2 separate regions of the Sus scrofa genome follow, and region 1 is linked to region 2. Evidence: chromatin contacts called from public Hi-C data. All regions are on one chromosome and are shown on one strand. Each heading gives the region's core, a stretch centred on a gene start, on an enhancer-like site or on the middle of the called end of the contact. The rest is flanking DNA. Distances are from core to core; before and after follow the strand shown.

What was found. Hi-C and Micro-C count contacts between places; a contact is called where the count stands out from the background.
Region 1: a contact with region 2 is called in a Hi-C map of mesenteric adipose tissue, with 1.7 times the contacts expected there. The contact joins the enhancer-like site here to the promoter of TTF2 in region 2. A contact is called at or near these places in 16 of 47 Hi-C or Micro-C datasets (alveolar macrophages, blood, brain and 10 more) and 2 of 2 datasets of contacts at active chromatin or transcription factors (alveolar macrophages and skeletal muscle).

The regions. Positions count from the first base shown.
Region 1 is chr4:103,888,564-103,895,718 of Sscrofa11.1, reverse strand. No RefSeq gene overlaps it. Among named protein-coding and RNA genes, the nearest start is that of PTGFRN, 57 kb to the right of the region's middle. Within about 2 kb of position 5,813, at least 21 of the 83 cell types and tissues checked have an H3K27ac peak or open chromatin away from gene starts, as enhancers often do. A contact at or near this core is called in embryonic fibroblasts, fetal skeletal muscle, mesenteric adipose tissue and 1 more, where this site is marked.
Region 2 is chr4:103,674,097-103,680,959 of Sscrofa11.1, reverse strand. TTF2 (transcription termination factor 2) reads left to right here and starts at 4,482. Exons shown (of 23, transcript XM_001929357.7): 1 at 4,482-4,575; 2 at 4,655-4,757; 3 at 6,677-6,763. The coding sequence starts at 4,548.

The DNA.
Region 1 (7,155 bases), core at 4,564-7,063, 210 kb before region 2:
GGCTATTCCCTGTATCTGCTATTCCTATAGAGTTTCTTAGTCCCTATTGGTTAATCCTCTATTACTATGCAATAATTTTTTTCTTTTTTCTTTTTTTTTTCGGGACCCCCATGGAAGTTCCCTGGCTGGGAGTTGAATCGGAGCTGCAGCTGCCAGCCTACGCCACAGCCATAGCAACGCCAGATCCAAGCTGCATCCATGACCTACACCTCAGCTTGCAGCAAGGCTGGATCCTTAACCCATGGTGTGAGACCAAGGATCGAACCCACATCCTCATGGATTCTAGTTGGGTTCGTTACCACTGAGGCATAACGGGAACTCCCTACTATGTAATAATGTGTTACATTAGCATTTTTCTCTTTGAATCATTGTGTGGTTTCTGTCCCCTGTCTGGACCCTGACTGAGTGACATGGTAATCAAATCATTGACATGGGACGGTTCTTTCATATAGAAGACCAGTTAATAAATGTGTAAGGAGTGACAGAATTAGAATACTTAACAGTGAAAAAAAACAGATGTAGACAATGATCATCAATGATGCTCAGCCAACCATCAGTCATAAGGCTGATGGGGAACCTAAGGATGAATGGATGAGGCTTTCATCTGAATCCAGAGGCAGATTTACCCGGGGCTGATGTAGTATAAGCTCCAATGTTCCTCACGTCTATGGTCCTCTTCCAAGAACTCAAATCTAATTTTACACTTGTAATTTAGATTTTTTTTCCTCTTAAGGGGAGCTCCTCAAATTGGAAACTTTATTCTCCATGCCCTTGGATCACTGAATAAACCCCATTAATCAACCTTAAGATCACAAAAACAGGAGTTCTCGTCGTAACACAGTGGTTAACGAATCTGACTGGGAACCATGAGGTTGCAGGTTCGATCCCTGGCCTTGCTCAGTGGGTTAAGGATCCAGCGTTGCCGTGAGCTGTGGTGTAGGTCGCAGGCACAGCTCGGAACCCACGTTGCTATGGCTCTGGTGTAGGCTGGTGGCTACAGCTCCGATTGGACCCCTAGCCTGGGAACCTCCATATGCCGAGGGAGCGGCCCAAGAAATGGCAAAAAGACCAAAAAAAAAAAAAATTCACAAAAATAGACAACCAAACATGATATGCCTCTTGCTGTGATGGAATAGGAGACAGTGCCATCCATGAAACACTTCTGCCAAAAGTTTAATCTCCAACTGATCAAGCCTCCAGATATAATCACAAGTTTATATAAACCACTGGGGATAGAAGAATATGTAAAAGACACCATGAAAATACAATAGCCAAATCCAAAATATGGATGATTTTGTAGGACTAATTACCCAATTTTTTCAACAAATATATTGCAAGTAAAAAAAAAAAAATAGGACAGTGAGGAAGAATATAATATAAATTTTCAAAGACTTGAGAAGTTTCTGTTGTGGCTCAGAGAGTTAAGAACCTGATATTGTGTCCATGAGTCTGCAGGTTTGACCCCAGGCCTCACTCAGCAGCTTAAGGATCCAGAGTTGCAAGCTGCAGTGTAAGTTGCAGATGCAGCTCAGATCTGGCTTTGCTGTGGCTGTAGCAGCAGCTCTGATTCAGCCCCTATCCTGGGAACTTCCAAGGTGCAGCCATAACAAAAATAAATGAATAAAATTAAAAATAAAAAAATAAATTAAAAAACTTGAGAAATATCACCAAAATGATATGTGTACATTTTTTGGATCCTGATTCAGATAAAATAACTGTTTATGAGATAAACGATTTTTATGGGGACTGACTATTAGATGGAATTAAGATTTTTTTTTTTTTTTTTTTTTTGTCTTTTTGCCTTTTCTTGGGTCGCTCTTGCGGCATATGGAGGTTCCCAGGCTAGGGGCCGAATCGCAGCTATAGCCACTCGCCTACACCAGAGCCACAGCAGCGCAGGATCCGAGCTGCCTCTGCGACCTACACCACAGCTCATGGCAATGCCGGATCGTTAACCCACTGAGCAAGGGCAGGGATCGAACCTGCAACCTCATGGTTCCCAGTCAGATTCATTAACCACTGCGCCACCACGGGAACTCCAAGAATTATTGTTGATTTCTTCTACATGTGATAATGGTATGACGGATATATTTTTTAAAGAGTCGTTATTTATTAGAGATATATATTTAAGTATTTTTGAATGAGATGAAATAAAGCCAGGGATTGTTTTAAAAATAATCTAGCAGAGTGTGGGAGAGTAGAGGTTATAAAGTGCAGTTGGTCTTAAGTTGATAAATGGTGACACTAGGTGAGGGGTATGTGGAGGTTCTTTATAAATATATTCATTTTTTTCAAACACACTTAATGTATGTTTAAAAATGCGTCATGAAATGTTTAATGAAGTAAAATATATGTTACCCCAGATGACATACTATCTGCATATTAATAATAACCAAATTCACATCATATACTGCAGTTTCATAAAGCACTTCCCATTCATAATTTAACACAATTCTAACTTCAAGCCTACAAGATAGGTTTTATTATCTTTTTCTCACAGGGAACAGTTTCAGAGTGGTTAAGCCAGAGGCCTGGAGCTAGCGGGAGGCAGAAATGCGATTCAGATCCAAGCCCTTGATTCCTAAATCCCATTTCACCTGGGGAGGTAGAAGAAACGCTGGATTAGAGTTCCTGCTGTGGCTCAGCAGTAACGAACCTGACTAGTATCCAGGAGGATGTGGGTTAGACCCCTGGCCTTGCTCAATGGGTTAAGGATCCAGGGTTGCCATGAGCTGTGGTGCAGGTTGTAGACATGGCTCAGACCCCACGTTGCTATGGCTTGTGGCATAGACCGGCAGCTACAGCTCTGGTTCGACCCCTAGCTTGAGAACCTCCATATGCCACAAGTGTGGCCCTAAAAAGCCAAAAAACAACTACCACAAAAAGCTCGATCATCTTGGTTAAGTCATCTAACTTCTCAGCCTTAGAAAAATGGGAACAATGCCACCTATCTGGTATTTTCTTAGTTGTTGAAAATTCAAGTCTCATAATTTCTAGAAAAGCGCTTTGTTAATTATCAAGTGCCTTATAAATTTAGGCTGTCATACCCAGACTAGTTGTCTATCAGGGACCTCTATAAACATGGAAAAAAGTGGAGAGCTTTCAGGGCTGGTCTTGGGCAATGCACAGCTCACTCGTGGCCACCTCGGTCACCCGTTTCTGCAGAGCTCCTCACGCTCCAGCATCCATCCCTTACGTCAGCACTAACTGACAATGGTTAAGAGAGTTTTTCCTTGTGGCACTTTTAAATGCTTGCCATTATCCCTGGTGTACCTTGTTGTTTTGTGGCTTGTGGGAGCAGAGAGGCTCCACAACAGCTGTTAATAACCGGAAGTTTTATGGCTTATTTTTAGGCTAGTAAAATGAGTATGAAACGGCATAGTATTTTCTACTGCTGTCCAGAATTCTCTATTAGATTATTTACACAAAGTCAGCGGTACCCATGAATTTTCATCAAGCAACACTGGAAAACAAACGAGACACTTTTGACTCTTTGGAGGGGGGGGAGGACGAAGTGCTATAACTAAAACGGCTGACATTAAATAACAGCTACAGAAACTGAACACAAGAACAAACCTCCTTGGGGACTCGCTATAGACATCTGAACAGTCACGTCAAGATGGCTTCGTGCAAACAACCACTTCAAACATCTCGCTCTGAAACACACGTTTAATGACTGCAACATAATTCTGCCAGTGTATTATTTAAACACTAACAAGAGCACTTAAATATAATTATTTACTTTGTCTTAAATATTTAAGATAAGCTATTTCATTTCTAATGGCTTCTTTTATAGAAATAGTTTTAGCTATAAATAACTTTGGAAGTTCCTTTACCTCTCTGTGTCTCAAATTTCTTTGCTGTTAAGAATGATGATAATACCCATAGCTAAAACAGGAAAACAAAACAAAACAAAAACAGCAGTTAAAAAAAAAAAAAAGGAATTACCACTATTTTGCAATGGGATTGGTGGTGTCTCTGCAGCACTGGGACGCAGGTTCAATCCCAGGGCTGGCTTGATGGCTTAAAGGAGCCAGTGTAGCCACACCTGCAGCGCAGGTCATAACTGTGGTTCAGATCTGATCCCTGGCCCAGGAACTTCCATAGGCCACAGAGGCAGCCAAAAAAAAGAAAAAAACAAATTCTATTTCCCTGGAATCTTAAAAATTAGATGATCATATGTGTAAAAGTACCTCGTGTCTTGCTCAGGGCCTGGCAAACAAGAGGTATCAAATGTTAGTGTCTCTTTGAATATAAGTACTTACTAAGTTGTACATTTAAGTCTATCGTTGCCACGGAGCTCAGAGAAAGAGTTCTGGGGCCACTAGGACCAGCGTGGTGGCAGAACACTCCTGGTACTAAAAACAGGAGGCCTGGACATGTGACAAAACAGAGAAGAATGTCAATATCAGAATCTTGGGGGGGGTTCCCGTCGTGGCGCAGTGGTTAACGAATCCCACTAGGAACCATGAGGTTGCGAGTTCGATCCCAGGCCTTGTTCAGTGGGTTAAGGATCCAGTGTTGCCGTGAGCTGTGGTGTAGGTTGCAGAGGCGGCCCGGATCCTGCGTTGCTGTGGCTCTGGTGTAGGCCGGTGGCTACAGCTCCGATTCGACCCCTAGCCTGGGAACCTCCATATGCTGCGGGAGCGGCCCAAGAAATAGCAACAACAATAATAAAAGACAAAAAAAAAAAAAAAAAAGAATCTTGGTACACTTTTTTTTTTTTTAACTTTTCTGAATGTTTGAAAAGTGTTACCATAAACTGGTGGGAGAGAAAGTTAAAAATAAAATCTGGTGGCTGTCATGGCCATGAGCAGTCTCTGTGGAGGAAATGGAGATGAACCATCCAGATGGGCGGACACGGCCCGGGAACCCCGGCTCACAGAGGGTCTTGCTCGTGCAGCCAGGAAAGTTTGCATCACTTGGAACAGCTGTGTGGGACTTCTCCTGCCAGACAAGCCGTGATCATTTCCAGTTCTGCTTCCAGCCTGCCTGGGGGAACAGCACTACAAACAATGACGCTGCCTTCAAAATGGAAAATTTCAGTCCTGGGATTCCAACAGGGACTTCTGAAGTTTGTGAAAGGCACCTCCCTCCTCGGGAGCTGAATTAAAGGGTAACCTTTCAGAATTGCAGTAAAAAGTGAGTCTCAAATGTCCTGAAAATAGCATATACGTAACTACTAAGAATTGCGTGGGTGTAGAGTGTTGGACCTCTAATGCCTTGTTTGGGTTTAATGAATCACACAGGACATCAGTTAGGAGAACAGTGCAGTATTTATGCCAAATACAGAGTAGAGGATTACTATAATAGCAGCAGTTCACAATGAACTGACTAATGGTTCCCTTAAAATTTAGTTAAATGAGAGTATAGGTGTATATCTTAACTCTGGACAAAGGTTTAAATACTTTTAAATACTCCTAAAGTCATAAACATCCGTTGAGTACTATGAGGTGCCAAGAAAACAGCAAACACTCCTTTTCCTCTAATGCATGAGTTATGTAATTCCAGGCAAGCGTCACATTCAAAACTTTGCAGGCATTGTCTTTTCACCTGTACATCTCTGCAAAAGTCACTGTGTAGATATCTGAAGATATCCAAGTATCAAATCAAAATCAGGGAAAAACTTGAGACTCGATTCAGCTGGTTAGGAGTTGTTATTAGCCCCCAACTATATTGTTGGAGTGGTGATTTTTAATCGTTTTTCAAGTAAAAATGCCAGTGAATTAGGAGGACATAAACTCAGGAGTAAAATCCATTTCCACTCATCCCCAGTCTCACTTCCCAGAGGTCACCCTGATAACAGATTTTTGCATACACTTCCACGGAATCTGTACCCATACCCAAGTATTGTATACAACCCAAATGCTGGCTGTCTACCTCATGGGTATGGCTTGATTCTCTTTTGGTCCCATGTCATGCTTGTCACAAAATTCAGCCCCTGGCCAAGGGACAGTTATAAGAAACCCAATCATACCAAATACATTCTGATGCGTAAAGTATTATTAAAGACTGATGGGGTTGGGGAGGCAGGTCACAATGCCTGGGATCAGCACCTCTCTCTTAAAGAAAACAAAACCATGTTCAACTTATCTCTCCTCCCTAGCCTTGCCTGCCAACACACACACACACACACACACACACACACACACAGAGTCTCAGTAACTCTGGCCATACCTATTCCAGGGCTTCTGCCTACCCATCCCACTTCTGAGCTTCTCCCAACCACCTAGTTGAGTTTGAAGGATGCACTATATTTTTTATTTAGCCAGTGCCTTTTTTTTGGGGGGGGAGTCTTTTTAGGGAGACACCTATGGCATAGGGATGTTTCCAGGCTAGGGGTTGAATCAGAGCTGTAGCCACTGGCCTATACAACAGCCACAGCAACACCAGATCTGAGCCATGTCTGCAACCTACACCACAGCTCATAGCAACAGGGGATTTTTCACCCACCAAGTGAGGCCAGGGATGGAACCCGTGTCCTCATAGATACTAGTCAGATTCTTCTCTGCTGAACCACAACAGGAACTCCTAGCCAGTGCCTTTTTGATGAACATTTAGGTTGCTTCTAGTTTTCTCCTACTGTGTTAAACAATGTGATAATTAATATCACTGAAGATAAATCTTTGGATACCTGTGAGTTTGTTGTAAACTCTCAGAAGTGCAAGGCCTAGGTCAAGAGCATGTGCCTGCACAATTTAGATATGTTTTGACAAACTGCTCTTTAAAATATGACATGCAGAAATTGATAGATTATAAATCAACTATAATAAAAAACTTTTAAAAATGTTTAAAAAATTAAAAAAATAAATTGGCAAAAAAAACTGTGACATAAATGTACGTTCCCATTTTGCCTGGGAGCATCTGTTTCCCATACATTGGCCAACACTGGGTATTACTTAAGCTTCACCATCTTTCCCAATCTAATGGCAGAAAGTAAAATCTTGTTATCATTTTAATTTGTACTTCTGTAGCGGGATTAAGAATCTCTTCATATATTTATTTGCCATTACATTTTTTTTTTTTTTTCATTTTTGTCTGCCCCACATGGAGTTTCCCGGGCTAGGGATCAGATCTGAGCTGCGAGTCACAACCTAGGCTGCAACCGCAGCAATGCCAGATCCTTAACCCACTGTGCAGGGCCGGGGATTGAAC
Region 2 (6,863 bases), core at 3,233-5,732:
CTGACAATTTAATTTTTAAAATAATGAGTAAACATTAAGGTTGCCTAGAACTTGGGATTTTTTTTTTAATTTTTATTTTATTATTTATTTATTTTTATTTTTATTTTTTTTGCCTTTTCTAGGGCCACTCCCGCGGCATGTGGAGCTTCCTAGGCTAGGGGTCGAATTGGAGCTGTAGCCACCAGCCTACACCAGAGCCACAGCAACGTGGGATCTGAGCCGCGTCTGTGACCTACAGCATGCCCTAAGGCAACGCTGGATTCTCAACCTGCTGAGTGAGGCCAGGGATCAAACCTACAACCTCATGGTTCCTAGTCAGATTCGTTAACCACTGTGCCACGACGGGAACTCCAGAACTTGGGATTTTACACTTAACTTGATATTTGGAATTGTTGATTATTTCAAAACACGTACAGTGACAGCGACGTCAACGGGTGACTGTTTTAGCTGATACTCTCACCACCTGTATCTCATAGATGTCTGTTCTGTTTCTTATGTGCCATCCAGTACAAGGCTGGCCTTATAAAATACAACTCTTTCATTACCCCAAGAATTAACATGGGAGTTCCCATGGTGGCTCAGCAGGTTAAGAACCCTACATGGTGTCCGTGAGAATGTGGGTTCGATTCCTGGCCTCACTCAGTGGGCTAACCATCCAGCATTGCTGGCAACTGCAGTATAGGCTGCAAATGCAGCCCAGATCCAGCATTGCTGTGGCTGTGACATAGGCTGGAAACTGCAGCTTCAATTCAACCCCTAGCCTGGGATCTTTCATATGCCGTAGGTGTGACCCAAAGAAAAACAAAACAAAGAATTAAAGTGAGTCTTTACACTTCAGATTTTATTCCACAGGTCAGAGAACCAGTCTGATTAATATCATGTAAAACTAAAGAGTTTCCTTGATTGAGCTTTTAATTTTCTTTTAATTTTCTTAAGATGTCAAAACATCCAGGTGATTAATCTTAGATTTTATTTTCCATGCAGATGTTTTGGCGTTGCTTATACATTGCAGCTTTGTGTTCAACAACTTTATTGAAGGATAACTTAGTAGAGAATTCACCTATTTAAAGGGTGCGGTTCCCTGAGACTAAGTGTATGCCTGTTGTGGCCATTACCACATCCAGTTTTAGAACAATTCCATCACATGCTCTACGTTTGACCAGCCCATGGAGAAAGAATTTATTGGCTCATTACCTGTGGATTTAGACTGTATAGCTCTAGGACCTAGCCTAGGCATTCATTTTGACTTATTCAAGTTTTAAAGAAAAACAAACTCAAACTCTCAACTTTACTCAGAGGTCCACAAGGCACATTCACCAAAGGGCTCGCCAAGAGTCTACAGATGAATTAAGGTCATAAGTCAATATAAAGAGTTTTCTGGTGACTTATCAGTTAAGGATTCCACATTGTTACTGCTTGTGGCTTGGGTTTGATCCCTGGCCCGGGAACTTCTGCCTGTTGTGGGCATAGCCCACCCCCTCAAAAAAAAGTTAAAATACACACACTCATGTATGTATTTTGTTTTGTTTGTTTGTTTGTTTGTTTGTTTTTCTTGGAGGGGGGCATGCCCGCTGCATGTAGAATTTCCTGGGCCAGGGATCGAACCTGCTGTCAAAGTTGCAATCTGTGCCACAACTGTGGCAACTCGGGATCCTTAACTTGCTGTGCCACATTCCTACTGTATGTATTTTGAAAAAAGGGTATATTGTATAATTCACTGTAATTTATGCTGATGTTATGGCCACCTTAAAAAAAAAAACCTATTCGTATTTTACTTTTTTTTTTTTTTTTTTTTTTTTAATGGCTACACCTCTGGCATATGGAAGTTCTCAGGCTAGGGGTTGAATCGCAGGGTCAGCTGAGGCCTCTACCAGAGCCACAGCAGCACCAGATCTCAGCCACATCTGCTTGCTGCAACATGGGATCCATAACCCACCGAGTGGGGCCAGGGATCAAACCTGCATTGTTACAGACGCTATGTTGGGTTATTAAAGGGTTTCCAAGCCACAATGGGAACTCCGAGTATTTTCACTTTTATAAATATGATTAGATGGGATAAACTTTCCAAAGCTTAAATATTTTGTTCTAGCAAATCCCAAATTTATGGAAGAAATATTCCCCCTCTCTGTGATTTGGCTCTGCATACTTTCATGGAGTTGGACCTGACGTACTGGATTAAAATACTTGCAGAGGAACAGCTTCTTCCTTAACAGGATATTTAAGAGGCTCCTATTTTGTTTTTGTTTCAAACATTTATTATTCAAGAAATAATTATCATGCCCCTTGTCCTGGAATGACAGTATTCATGGTCTACTTCTCCTAATACAGCATATATTAAATACGTTCATAAAAATCTTTCAGTGCAAGGATTTTTGTTTGTTTGTGTTTGCTTTTTTAGGGCCGTACTTGTGGCATATGGAGGTTCCCAGGTTAGGGTTTGAATTAGAGCTACAACTGCCAGTCTATGCCACCACCAGAGCAACGCAGAATCTAAGCCTCGTCTGTGACCTACACCACAGCTCATGGCAACGATCCTTAACCCACTGATCAAGGCCCCAGATTGAACCCAGATCCTCATGGATCCTAGTCGGGTTTGTTAACCGCTGAGCCACGAAGGGAACTCCTTCCGTGCAAGGATTATAATCTGGAATAATGAAAATGCCTGTTTTTTGTTCCTTTCTTATCTCTGCATTTATAAGTGTTACAGTGGAGATAGTTATGTATAAACTAATTCCACTTTGCTTCCAGACATATCTTTATCTAGTCCTACGGAGTTTACTGCTGACCCCACTCATCTTGACATTTAAATACTATTTTAGGAGTTCCCCTCCTGGTGCAGCAGAAATGGATCTGACTAGGAAACATGAGATTGCAGGTTCGATCCCTGGCCTCACTCAGTGGGTTATGGATCCCACGTTGCGGTGAACTGTGGTGTAGGCCAGCAGCTGTAGTTCTGATTTGACCCCTAGCCTGGAAACCTCCATATGCCGTGGGCATAGCCCTAAAAAGGCAAAAAGACAAATAATACTATTTTACACTGTTATTTAAGTGTCAGTATGTACTAGTTCAGTCTCCAAATACTGAGAAAGCTCTTTGTGATTAGAATAGTTTTCTTAAACTTTGTGTATGAATAAATGAATTTTATATTTCTCAAGCACCTAGTGTCCACCCACACTGGACACACAAAAAACTATTTAATAAGTACTTGTTTAATTAAAAAATGACACCTCAGGTTTGTCTTCCCTCCTCTGGATCCCCTATGACATTTACATCTATCATATAGCCCAGATTTCCTAGAACTTGCAGAATTTCTGTCCTACTGTCTCTGTAAGTACAGCTGCACATGCTACACCATATGTCAGGACATATGTTCCAAAGAGTTGTAAGATGAAGCCATCTCTATTGCAATAAGTGTCTGATGTCTGTTTCTTTTTGCTGCCTAAGAGATCCGATTACAATTTCAAATAGCCCCCTTTCTTTCAACTTATCCTCGGTTTTTAATATTACAAAAGCCTACTGGTAGAAAAAGTCTGATAATAAAAAATGTACCAAATTAAATTCCCTTTCACCAAAGGTCATCTATTTCTCCCCTGTCGTTTCCACTGTGACACTTCCAACTCAGGTCTCCTATTGAGCGCCTAGAGAACATTCAGTACACACAGGAGGCAGCTGCGTGGTCCGCTGGCACCTGTCCGCAGACGGTCCACTCACTAATTCTCTGACCTGGGGTTAGTTACTCAAAGTTCTAGGAGTCTACGGGTCGGTAAAATGCCCATCTCACCAGGCTGTCGAGATCGAACCCAGATCTTCATGGATCCTAGTCGGGTTTATTAACCTCTGAGCCACGGTCAAGACGTGTATGGGTAAGCACTTTGGGTTGTGGGGTCCTGGAAAAGTCTTTAAGCTTGCTCTACCATAGTCCCGTCAGTTCACCATGTAGCTTTAAAGGATGCCCCCACCGACCCTCTCTCGCACCCCAGAGAGCCAGCAAGAAGGCAGAGCGCCCACCAACCAACCCAGCTCGCAGATGACTATGAAATTCCAGGCGCTCTTGGCCTTCGGGAGAAGGGAGTCTTCTTTGCAGAGCTCTTCTCTGCAGTTTCTAACGCCTGCTTCCTTTAGGGCCGCCTCTAGGTCTTAAATAAATGTAAGCTAGAGTCTCCCCGTTGACAGTCCTGTTCTTTTCTCTTTCAGGACCTGCAAAGCAAAGCTTCCCTAAGCCCGGAAGCTTCGCCAGCCTCCAAAACTCTTTCCAGCTTCGGCCACGCCCCATCAACCAAAGACCAAGTCCACCCTCCCCCTCGCCTCAGTTCGATTTCGGCGCGAGGCAAACCTGAGGACGGCTGTGATTGGTTGGAGAGAAACAAACTACCGTTTGATTGGCTGATAATAGCCATCAGCGGGTAACTAAGGCCGCGGGGATGAATTATGGGGGTTAAGACTCGGGGAGGTGGGTGACGATTGGTTCCTGAAGGAGGAGGGCGGAGTCAAAGGCGGAAGCACGCGTTGGGTTGGGGTAGCTTGGGGAAAGAGAAAGAAGGAGCAGGATGGAAGTGGTTAGGTGTCCGCAGCATGGTAGGAGGTCAGGGTCCCAGGGTCTTTCGGGATCTGTCATTGTAGCGTGGCCTAACTATTGTCGACCTTCTCTCCTCAGGCACCTTATGCTTTCTGAAGACCGGCGTCCGCGATGGCCCGAATAAAGGAAAGAGCTTCTACGTGTGCCCGGCGGACACATGCAACTTTCTGAGGGCCACTGAGTAGGTCTCGAGCTGGGCACAATTCCCTGCGACCGCGCGCCGTCTCCCCGGTGGGGTCGCGGACTCCCCTCTGGCCAGCGCCATTAGGACTGGGAGAGCTGGGACCCCTGGTCTGTGGAGCCATGGCCCTTTAATTAGTTGGTAATCTCAGGACAACTTGGCATGTTAGGGACACGCCCCGCTCTTGATTGCAGTGTGACCCAAGGCTGGTTACTTTGCCTCTCTGGGCAGCCAATTCCCTCATAACATGGAGGATCGACTACATCTGGATCCTTCTGGTCCTTTCCAGTTCTCGGTTTCTTTTTCGCCTGACAAGCCTTGATCACTCCCTTCTGATCAGACATTACCCCCTACTCCATTTAAAGTGAGGACATAGAGGCGTAGCAGAAAATAACTGGCTCCAGCTTTGCACTAATAGTAGTCGGATTGACTGGCTCTTTTAAAAATAGGATTCTCTACATTTAAGTGGTGAGATTGTTAATCTAAGGAAACAAGTTACTTTAGGGATTAAGGCTGAAAGAAACATCAGAAATCTGATTCGGCAGTCTGGTTTTTACAGAGCTGAAAGTGAAACCCAGAAATATTAAGCTTCTTTTTGGAAGTGAGAAAAGTTAATACTGTTCTCATAAAATGTTGTTAATGTTTTCACAGTACCAGATGTTGGAAGTCTCTATGCGAAATTTTAAACTGTTATATCTTAACCATTTTTTTTCCTACTTTCTACTGAACTTGGTAGAGAAAAGGTATTTTTCTACATATCATGTAAGGCACATAATGGATATCAATATTGGAAAATAATGTTTTTTTCAACACATACATTAGCTTCTCATGTTTCCCCCACATGATTTAGATGATTTGTATTTTTGTTATGCTTTGAAACTAAGTGGGAGATTTTTATCCTTTTTCAGATGTAGAAAATAAATTTTTAGTAAAATATTTTCTTTGCCTTCTGTAAGTTGTTTTTTCATTTGACAGAAATTACTAGGATCCAGTTTAATTAAATACAAAATGATTTTATTTAAATCAGTGTTAAATCTTAGAGAAGGGACCAAACAAAAAAAAAACCCTGATGCTATCAACACCATGTCATTATGTCAGGGTTTACTATTTATTTCTAGTTTCTATACATGGCTTCTTAGGTTCAGTACCTAGCTCAAGTTTCATGAGACACAAAAGCACATTCAGATTTATAAGAACTAAACATTAATGGAAGTGTAAGATTCTGTTTTAAATGAAAAGAAACATGCCTTTTTATAGAGTACTACTTATAAGAATGTACTCCTGTACAAACTAGTACAATGGTATTTGACTGACTCAAAGACGATTGCTTGATAAATTTGACTTACTTGGAATATGTCTGGTAACCAGAATATAAGCAAAAAGACAGAAAATGCCACAGGTCATGTGAGAGTATTTTAGACCATCTCCTAAAACTATTTACTCTCAAATGTTGTACATAAATTATCTTTCATAATAAGAAGTTGGAAGGGAGGAATTAAACTTAGACCAACAAGCATGAAGAAAATCAGTAGAGTGTTTTACCAGAGTGGGTGTGTGACAAAGCTGAGTGACAGCTAATGGATTATCAGAGGAAAGAGGATGGAAGAATCTGGGGAAAATCCACAGCCTGGAGGTATCCCAGTATAGTGGTTATGTAGCACAGTATTGCTTCACACTTTTGGATCATCAAGAGAAATATAGATATATTTACTGTTCTGCTTTATTTGGGGGAGTGAAAGATGAGAGCTTGGCTCTTTCCCCACAGGAATGCGCAATGTACATAAAAGTGTGAGATCTGCAAACCCAGTGGAGGTCAAACATGGGTCCTTAAGTTTAAAGCCCATATTTTGGGTTTAATTTTAGGATATTGGCCTCTATGCTTTGCCTCCTAAAATACAATTTCAATTTTTTCCCCCTAGCATTCCTGTTTCTCACTGTTTATTGCATGAAGGCATGGTGGTAGAGCTTCAGGGCCTGTTTCTACCACAGGGCAAGAAAGAATACAGGTAAGTGTTCGAAAAGAACATCTAAGTGTGTTTGGGGTTTTTTTGTTTTTTGTTTTCCTTGGCCTGGAGGAGTCAAGGAGTTTCAGGATTGACTCTTCTT